2 separate regions of the Danio rerio genome follow, and region 2 is linked to region 1. A link is a contact called in public Hi-C data. All regions are on one chromosome and are shown on one strand. Each heading gives the region's core, a stretch centred on a gene start, on an enhancer-like site or on the middle of the called end of the contact. The rest is flanking DNA. Distances are from core to core; before and after follow the strand shown. Region 1 holds the start of usp5 (ubiquitin specific peptidase 5 (isopeptidase T)). Region 2 holds the start of lpcat3 (lysophosphatidylcholine acyltransferase 3).

What was found. A called contact is a pair of places that touch in the nucleus more often than the background predicts.
Region 2: a Hi-C map of hematopoietic stem cells shows a contact between it and region 1, with 4 times the contacts expected there. The contact joins the promoter of lpcat3 here to the promoter of usp5 in region 1. A contact is called at or near these places in 3 of 18 Hi-C or Micro-C datasets (caudal fin, hematopoietic stem cells and an unstated tissue) and 1 of 4 datasets of contacts at active chromatin or transcription factors (embryo).

The regions. Positions count from the first base shown.
Region 1 is chr16:12,332,214-12,336,937 of GRCz12tu, reverse strand. It overlaps usp5 (ubiquitin specific peptidase 5 (isopeptidase T)), which reads left to right and starts at 2,111. Exons shown (of 20, transcript NM_214755.2): 1 at 2,111-2,374; 2 at 2,800-2,928. The coding sequence starts at 2,267.
Region 2 is chr16:12,581,146-12,585,869 of GRCz12tu, reverse strand. It overlaps lpcat3 (lysophosphatidylcholine acyltransferase 3), which reads left to right and starts at 2,126. Exons shown (of 13, transcript NM_001316738.1): 1 at 2,126-2,411. The coding sequence starts at 2,327.

The sequences.
Region 1 (4,724 bases), core at 862-3,361:
AATATAAATTCAGCTATTTCCTCTTCGATTATAATATTTTTTTTGTGAAATATCTTATTTAGGTCAGTTCAAATAAAAAAAACATGCATTATATACATTTAGTGCAATAAAATAATCAGTTAATTAGTACTATATATACTGTGTATACACTCACTGGCCACTTTATTAGGTACACCTTACTAGTACCGGGTTGAACTCCCTTTTGCCTTCAGAACTGCCTTAATCCTCCTTGGCATAGATTTAACAAGGTACTGGAATTATTCCTTAGAGATTTTGGTCCATATTGATATAATAGGATCACACAGTTGCTGCAGCTTTGTCAGCTGCACATCCATGATGTAAATCTCCCATTCCACTACATCCCAAAAGTGCTCTATTGGATTAAAGGATGGATAAAGGGATGGACATGGTCAGCAATAATACTCAGGTAGGCTGTGGCGTTGACTTGATGCTCAGTAGGTACTAATGGGCCCAAAGTGTGCCAAGAAAATATCCCCCACACTATTACACCACCAGCACCAGCCTGAACCATTAATACAAGGGAGGATAGATCCATGCTTTCATGTTGTTGATGCCAAATTCTGACCCTACAATCTGAATGTTGCAGCAGATATCAAGACTCGTCAGATCAGGCAACGTTTCAATGTCCAATCTTTTGTCGTGCAATTTTGGTGAGCCTGTGAAAATTGTAGCCTCAGTTTCCTGTTCTTAGCTGACAGGAGTGGCACCTGGTGTGGTCTTCTGCTACTGTAGCCCATCTGTCTCACGGTTGGACGTGTTCTGCATTTAGAGAGGCTCTTCTACCTACCTCAATTGTATATTTCAGTTACTGTTGCCGTCCCATCAGCTGGAACCAGTCTGGCCATTCTCCTCTGACCTCTGGCATCACAAGACATTTGTGCCCACAGAACTGCTGCTCACTGGATATTTAATCATTTTTGGATCATTCTCTGTAAAAACTAGAGATAGTTGTGCGTGAATATTGTAGTAGATCAGCAGTTTCTGTAATACTCAGGCCAGCCTGGCACCAATAACCATGCCACGTTTAAAGTCACTTAAATCACCTTTCTTCCACATTCTGATGCAGGATTTGAACTGCAGCTCGTCTTGACCATGTCTACATGCCTAAATGCATGGAGTTGCTGCCATGTGATTGGCTGATTAGAAATTTGCGTTAACAAGTACTTGAATAGGTGTACCTAATAAAGTGACCGATGACAAGTGTATAGCACAGATTGCATATTACTGAATGTTTGTGTTTAGCACTTGCATGCAAAAAATAAAGTCAAGTCAAGCACTAGTCAAAGACAGAATTTTAAAAAGGCTTGTTACGGTCAAAGTCATGAAACTTCAGTCAATGATGGATTAATTCTACCTTATACAGTCGGGCTCAACTACATTTTTTATTTTATGTAGTTTACCTGCCTCATGTTTTCAACAGCTGGTTTCACACCCATTAAAAACAAATTTTAACAATTTTTAGTTGTTGTGTGTAAAAAATTCCAACTGTTTAGTGTTGAGCTGCTTGTGTTTGCTGTTTTGCAACACAAGTGGCCTATATAACAGCGTACAGTGGATTTAGTGAGTGAAAGAACTGCTTAATTGTGCATAAAGAGTGCATGAAATTTGCAATCTGTGGCTAAGAGAATCTGGATTTGTTTAAAGTTTTGCTGGAAGGATTTAGAAAACTTGTCTAGGTCATTTAAAATTTGATTCACACAACGGGCTTTTTGTGTAAAAACTGTAAGCTGGTTGTGCACTTTCACTCCGAGCCGCACGAGGTCGGTATTCTTATTTACATGAGCTCAAAATTTCCGCTTTCTCATTTTGACAACTGTCATGGCTGCCGTATTACCGTAATACACAAAACACACAAGAAATCAGAATGCCGTTAAAATTCACCTTTACTGATAAAGTACTATAAACGTATCTGCTACACCATAAATTGTAAACTATTGTAAGAAATACCTTACACGAATGTGCACAGTTGCGTTTTGGTGGTCAAATATATTCAGGGTTGTTGAACAAAATATAAGGCGCTCTATTTGAGTGTTTACGGTGAAACACTTGCGGCTGTGATGAGTGCAGTGCGAGTGTGTGCAGCGCCCCTGGCCTCGAATGAACACACTGGATCATCAGCAGCAGCTTTTCATTGAGGGGAATCATAGAAACAAGGGGGCTGTCAGAGACTTCAGGAGCGGGGGCCAAAGAAAATCCAGGCGGGCAAGTGTGCGTAGGAAAGAAGGCAATTCCTGTTGAGGCAGAGATGACGGAGGTTAGCGAGATATTGATGTCGGTTCTGTCCGCGATTCGGGTTCCGAGGCCCGGGGATCGTGTTCACAAAGACGAGTGCGCTTTCTCCTTCTCCAGCCCGGTGAGTCCAGCAACCGCACACTCATCTTCACTCCGGGCATTTTTGTTTGCATAAGGCTGCTGAATTAGTTTTGTTTTCGTAAAGCCGAATGTTGGCTAACTCTCGCTCATTCAGTTGATAAGTTTGCACTATTTTCCCTTCATTATGTCAGGCGAGTCATCACCGCACTGTTGACTCTGCACTCTTTGGGTCACACCCCGAATAAACCATTCATTTACCTTCCTGCAACTTTTAAATAACCACTTCAGCTATCTGAGAGCTAATTATAAGGCTAAACCCCAGCTATATGCTGGTTTGTCTTCTTGAGAAGTCTGTATCATGCGCGTGAATGTTGTTTTGTTGTGCGCGCGCGCGAGACAGGCTCGCTGAGCGCGTGTTGCTGACCCACGGTGTTTTGCTAAAACAACTCTTTTCAATTGTTTTAGGAGAGTGAGGGGGGCTTGTATGTCTGCATGAACAGCTTTCTCGGATTTGGGAGTAAATACGTGGACCGACACCATGCCAAAACTGGTCAGAGAGCTTACCTGCACATCACCCGGACCCGGAAAACACAGGTAAGCTTAAAAAGGAAAGACAATGCGAATCCTCATTCGTGCAAACATTGTTTAAGTAAATGTTCGTAACTATTTAAAGCTACCATAAAGTCAACAAACGGAGTTGTATAATATTGGTGTCAGACAGGTTTCCTGAACACTCCTCCAGATTTCATTGGCTAGCCAAACAGATATTTCCGCCCCAAACACATGCCATTGGTTCAAATTATTTTAGATTGGCCAGGGCAAATAGAACATCAGTTCAAGTGTATGGCTGTTTCTCAATTCCAAGAACACAGACAACGGACTGGCGTTCTTGTGGAGACCGGTCTTGCCCAAGTGGTGCTCGCTGCAGAGCCATTTGGGCGAGCTGAGCTCCAGCGAGGGGGAGCTTGAGCTTGAGCTCCACCTTTTTTGCACTTCTTCTACGAGTGATGTCACTGGGGGTGGGGTTAGGGGTGGGGTTGGTGTACGCATTAAAACAGCTTTCAGGAGGCAGAGCGAGAGCTCATGCTCCCCCTCGCTGGAGCTCAGCTCAGCTCTGCTCAAATGGCTCTGCAGGGAGCACCCTCTCGTCTTGCCAGGTCACCTCAGAAGAACGAACTCTGGAGACCGAGAAAACACAGAATGTGTCCTATGAGAAATGAGATGCTGCGTTCTTCCTGATGCTGGTCACTAAAGGATGCTGTTCTTTATTCAGCTGCAATGACTTCTGGGACTTCTCAAGCGAGTTTTCCACTAAAGTCTGCATCGATGCATCCTTGATTTCAAGAATACATCCGGGAACATTTACGTATGCTCTGTTCTTGCGGTCTTAAGTTTTAGAAGTGAACTTTGGCAGTTGATGATGACGTTACATGAGGACACAGGAACGCATATTGAGAAACAGTCTATCTGTCTGTGAACTGCAAGTAGTAGAGGCATATTTTGCAGTTATCCCATTGAACCATACGAGATGTTGTTGGCAAGATGGTGGAAATACTTTCCAGAGATTTTCAGCAGAAGTTTTCATGCGTTTTCTCCAAATTTATTCATAACCTAATCATTTGATATAATAATTCATTTAGCAACTCCACTCGCTGACTTCATCCGTTTTCTTATGACAGTTAACCTACTTGGTGTTGCTCCCTGATGTTACTAACAGTACAATGGTGAGCCCATCAAAAGCAATTATGAATGCTTTGCAACTCGCAGCTTTACCTGCACAGTGGAGTAGGTAATACATAATAAGTGTGATGGTTGGGTTTAGATATGGAGAAGTTGTAGACTTTAATAACTGTGACGGTTGTAGGGCTGCTCGATTATGGGAAAAATCATGATCATGATTATTTTGGTCATAATTGTAATCAACTGATAATCGTTTTGAATAATCGTGAAGTCAAAATTATTCGCCCTTCTGTGAATTTTTTTATATATAAATATTTCCCAAATGATGTTTAACAGAGGAATTTTTCACAATATTTCCTATAATATTTTTTCTTCTGGAGAAAGGGTTATTTGTTTTATTTTGGCTAGAATAAAAGCAGGTTTAAATATTTTAAACATATTTTAATAGCTCAATATTATTAGCCCCTTTAAGAAATATATATTTTTGATTGTTTGCAGAAGAAACTACTGTTATAAAATAACTTAAATAATAACACTAATTAAGCCTTTGAATAGCACTTTAAGCTGAATTCTAGTATCTCGGAGAATATCTAGTAAAATATAATGTGCTGTCATCATAGCAAAGATAAAATAAATGAGTGATTAAATCTGTCATGTTTAAACTGAGCTTGAAGCATCTTCACTGTAAGAAAAAAACTTCAGCTACAAAA
Region 2 (4,724 bases), core at 877-3,376, 250 kb before region 1:
AATAGTGAAACGTGCAATATTCCAATGGGTTAGCTAACTTTTAAGTTGTAACAATAACAACATGAAAACTAATAATATAATGTTAATTAGTCATGTGTTAATGACATTTAAATTATGGATAAAATTAATGGCAATACTAATTTTGAATAGATATCAATGCAGGGAACAGTGTATTAGCGAACACCACCATGTTCTATGTGTAACCCCGCTGGTCCTACGCCACCCATCCCGGTCCGAGCTGGGACCGATCCGGCAACCTTCCGCATGGGAGTCGGTTGCTCTAACAAGGAGGCTAAAGACCATGGCCTCTAGTGTCTATCGCTAGAGCACCTTTAGAGGTCAGAGGAGTGAGGTTTACCTGCACAGCACCTACTAGCTGGCCTCCGTTACATATGGTAAATGAAACAAGAAGACAGAACTGGCTCTTCCTGCAGATGAAAGTGAGGGTGAGATGGGTTTAAATGACCATGAGAATGAAGCAGACTGGACATTTGATAGAGACAGTTCAGGTAAGTTAGCTCTGAGGCTGATAAGACAGGCGTAGTATAGTATATAGTATAATATATAAACATTGTTAGCTAGTAGCTACATTATTCTGATGCATCTGGATATACTAGACTTGTTATTGATTTGCTATAATATTTACTGGAGAAAATATTTATATTTACTGTATGTTGGATACATGATAATACCATATTAGGATTGTTTTCAATGTTCAGCAAAAAAGAATGGAATAAATGAAAGCTGTTGGAATATGAGTTGTGGTATAAAGTATGTATGAGTTGCGTCATTTATAAGTTCTGTGTTAAAGCTCATAATGCTGCAACACCAATTCAATTATTTCAAACAAAAAAAAGATTAGGAAAGTTTTAAATTTGAAATTTCTAAGTTGGATCCACTGTTGGACGGTGTAGCCATTTGGCAACATTTCATAAAGTATCTTAAAAAAAGTTTTTTTTTTTTTCAAGTTCTTTTACAGCACTTCAAGTTAAGCCATTTTAAGAAAAGAAAAACAGTCAATATTTTTTTTTATTACAGATTTATCATAATGTAAAAGGAAAAGGACAAAAATAAAATGAAAATAATAACATTAATTCAATATTTCGGATTAAATCAGGCCTGTATACGTGTGCACAGAAATGAAATATGCAAAAAAAGTTCATATATATATATATATATATATATATATATATATATATATATATATATATATATATATATATATATATATATATATATATAATGTGTGTGTGTGTGTGTGTGTTTGTGTTTTAAAAAAGTGTGTGTTAAACCTTTAACTGCCAACCAAGAATTAGTATTTTTTTAACAAAATAGTTAATATGCATGTTTATGGTAAAAGTACAGAAATTAATAAATATACTATGAAAAAGACCAAAAAAAATCCAATTTATTTAAAAATACAGTCAAAATAAAACATTTTTGAAGCCTAAATCATCTTTATTTTCTGAAGTATGACATAAAATATTTCATTATTTTTACAATAATCCAAATCAAGTGTAGTAGTGCAACATGATTATGTTTGCTTGATTTTTTTAACAACCAACAATGCCGTGTGTGTAAACCACTATTTAAAACAGTCTTTCTGTAAATGACTTTAACAATCATTATTTAAAATAGTCAAAATATGGTCAAACGTTTGGTAGAACAGACAGTTAAAGGGTTAATGTACATAACAGTTTTAAGACGAACTAAACGAACGAAAAAGTAAATGAACAAAATATGCGATATAAAAGCACATTTCGAAGATTGAAATAATTCTAGTTTGCAACAGTTGTAAGATCAAAACAATAAAACGAAATCTGAACATTTGTGAATGCCGCGAAACAATGCACTGACAGTTCGCAGCATGTGGAGCATGCAGAAGAGGATTAGATCAGTGCAGCTGCCAGGAGGAGCACCAACACTAGAGGGAAGTGTGATAACGCCTTTATCATTAAAGTCAAATACAGCACAGACTTTACTGTCAAAATAACCAGTTCTTCAGATTGTGTATTTCATTATCAGCTATATTATTAGATATGTTACTTACATTAATAATATTTTTTTTCCTGAATGTCCGTTAAATCACGTGACTCTGATTTCGCGGCTCTTTCAGATGTTCGGCGATGAACTGAAATGGTACGAGTGTTGCGCAAAAAAGGCGTTTGCGACATTAGAGAGTGAAGGTCGCCGGGTTCTCACTGAATGGTGTGAGAGGTGGCGAGAGGAGGAGTAGCGGGACGGACGGAGTAAAGGGCTGCGCGGAGTCTCACGAGGCCACACACTCGCGGAAACCCGAGCGCAGCTACTTCCGCCCACACTAAAGATGGCGGCTCCCTTCATGGAGAAATTAGCCGAATATTTAGATTCACCCGAACCGGCCGTTCGGCTGATTTTGTCCATCTTAATAGGTAAGTGAACGGCGCACGTGTGCGGACTTTTCGGCTCTACGTAAAGAAGAAGTGCCGAGTTCTGCTGGGAACCGCTGGAAACGTGGACAGTAAATGTTAGGTGTAAAGTGTGCTCAGGTCACACAGCTGGCCAACCTGCCTCCAGCAACTCTAAAAACGCAGTGCCAGCTCCAGCTTTCTCCTTTCACAACGGCTCCAGCCAAAAAAAACAGAGGTCGATTAGGGTGACCTACATGCCAGGCGAGATTTCATGGTTAACTGCACTCACAACTAACTGCCAGGCAACTAGTTGAACTCATTCTGACAGCTGACTTCTCGCTGTGCAACTGTGTTTTGGTTTGCTGGACCTGCGGTTGGATGTAGGGTTTCAATGCAAAATGAGTTGGGTTTTGAAGGTCTCAGGTGACTCGTTGATAAGAGCAGGGGGTGTGAGGGCAGATAGCAGGCTGATCTGGACTTTGGCCAGGTGAATTTCAGTGGCCTGTTCTTCCACTTCAACCAGATGAATGACATTTGGGACACCCGAGTCTGTTTGCTCATTTGCATAATTCCTGTGAATTCACTGGTACATTGCTGATGTGTGTAAATGTGTGTGTTTGTGATGTTTTTCATGTGAATGGATCATTGTAAAGGCTTTTCTAGTGTTTATTTTGTTTGACTCATTTGTCAATGAAGCAGTGTTCGTTAATAATCTACTGGCAAAAATGTAATCAAGGACGGCTTTGTTTTTGTTTTTTGAACAGACGATTTTCTGCAAACTTGTTTTTAAGGATTCAACGATTATAGATTTTGGCAGCACGATTATAGTCTGAGGAATAATCATGGTTATCACGATTATTATGAAATTTTAATTTCAAAACACTACTTGTAAATCACATGCAAACTCCATAAATGTTAAAGTGTTGTTTATTGCTGCTTAGTAACCAATTAATAAAGCACAAAATTAAATTAAAACACAAACAGTAGTCCATTTCTCTTTGCACTTTAACATAAGTGAAAAAAGTTTTTGGCATTTGAAAATAAGGAATAATTTCACACTGAAAACAAATAACAGAACAATGCATAAATAAATCAATGTAAATCTAAGCTACATATTAGCTAAGTATTTGTCTTTTTAAGGGAACAAATGGCTGCTGAACCACTCTCTGAAAGGCACTTTTGATCTATATTACAAAATTGTTTGGTATTTTTCATAATTTTTTTCCTCTTTGGTGTAGAAATGTGTCTATTCCATACAAAGTATCAAGCTGATTATTCCAGTTTTTGTCACGCTGCGTTCACGGCATTCTTTCAACTAGGCGTGCCTAGAAATCACGCCTAGTTGAAATAGAAATAAGTTGCGGCATGTTTGTTCCGTGCAGAAATACAGTGTTGAGAAGCTTTTAGATTAATTTACCGTGACGAATTAAATCACGGTTAGTAGGGAAATCAGTTAGTCGTTGCATTACTACTTCTTTTACATTGAATTAGGACAAGTAAAATGCATTGTTTTTAATCAGGGTAGAGCTTTTATATTGTCTTTTATCATTTAGATAACATTCAACTAATGTTCTTTTCAGGAGTGGCACGGTCACTTAGTGGTTAGTACTGTCACCTCACAGTAAGAAGTTCACTGGTTCAAGCCCTGGCTTGGTCAGTTGGCATTTCTGTGTGGAGTTTGCATGTTCTGCCCGTGTTTGCGTGGGTTGGGTGTTCCGGTTTCCCCCACATGTCCAAAGACATGAGCTATAGGTGAATTGATTAAACAATTGGCCTTAGTGTATGTGTGTGAATAAGTTTGTATGGGTGTTTTCCTAGCACTGGGCTGCAGCTGGAAGGGTATCACTGTGTAAAACGTGCTGGATAAGTTGGCGGTTCTTTCTGCTGTGGCGACACTGATAAACAAAGTTACTAAGCTAAAGAAAAAATGAATGAATGATGAATAATAAGAGCAGTTCCAGCATTATGGATGTGACATTTGCAGTAAAAACTCAAAACATAAAATTTACATAGAAAGTCTGTTAACATTACATTAAAACATCTGTTTATGTTTCCTAAAACAACTAATTACAGAGTTATGGGATCAGAAAAATGTCAACCTCTAAACTTTTTTTTTTATTTTAAATGAGGGAATAGGCATGGGCCGGTATATGATTCTAATATTATGATAACCTTGTATCAAAATATCACGGTTTCACAGTATTGTGATTACTGCTCTAAAATATATTCTTTTTAAATGTCTGGGTAAAAACAACAACACATTTTCCCCATTTGAACACAATATATTTTATTTTGAGAAACATTTAAAAGATTTAGGAACAATAAACATGTCAG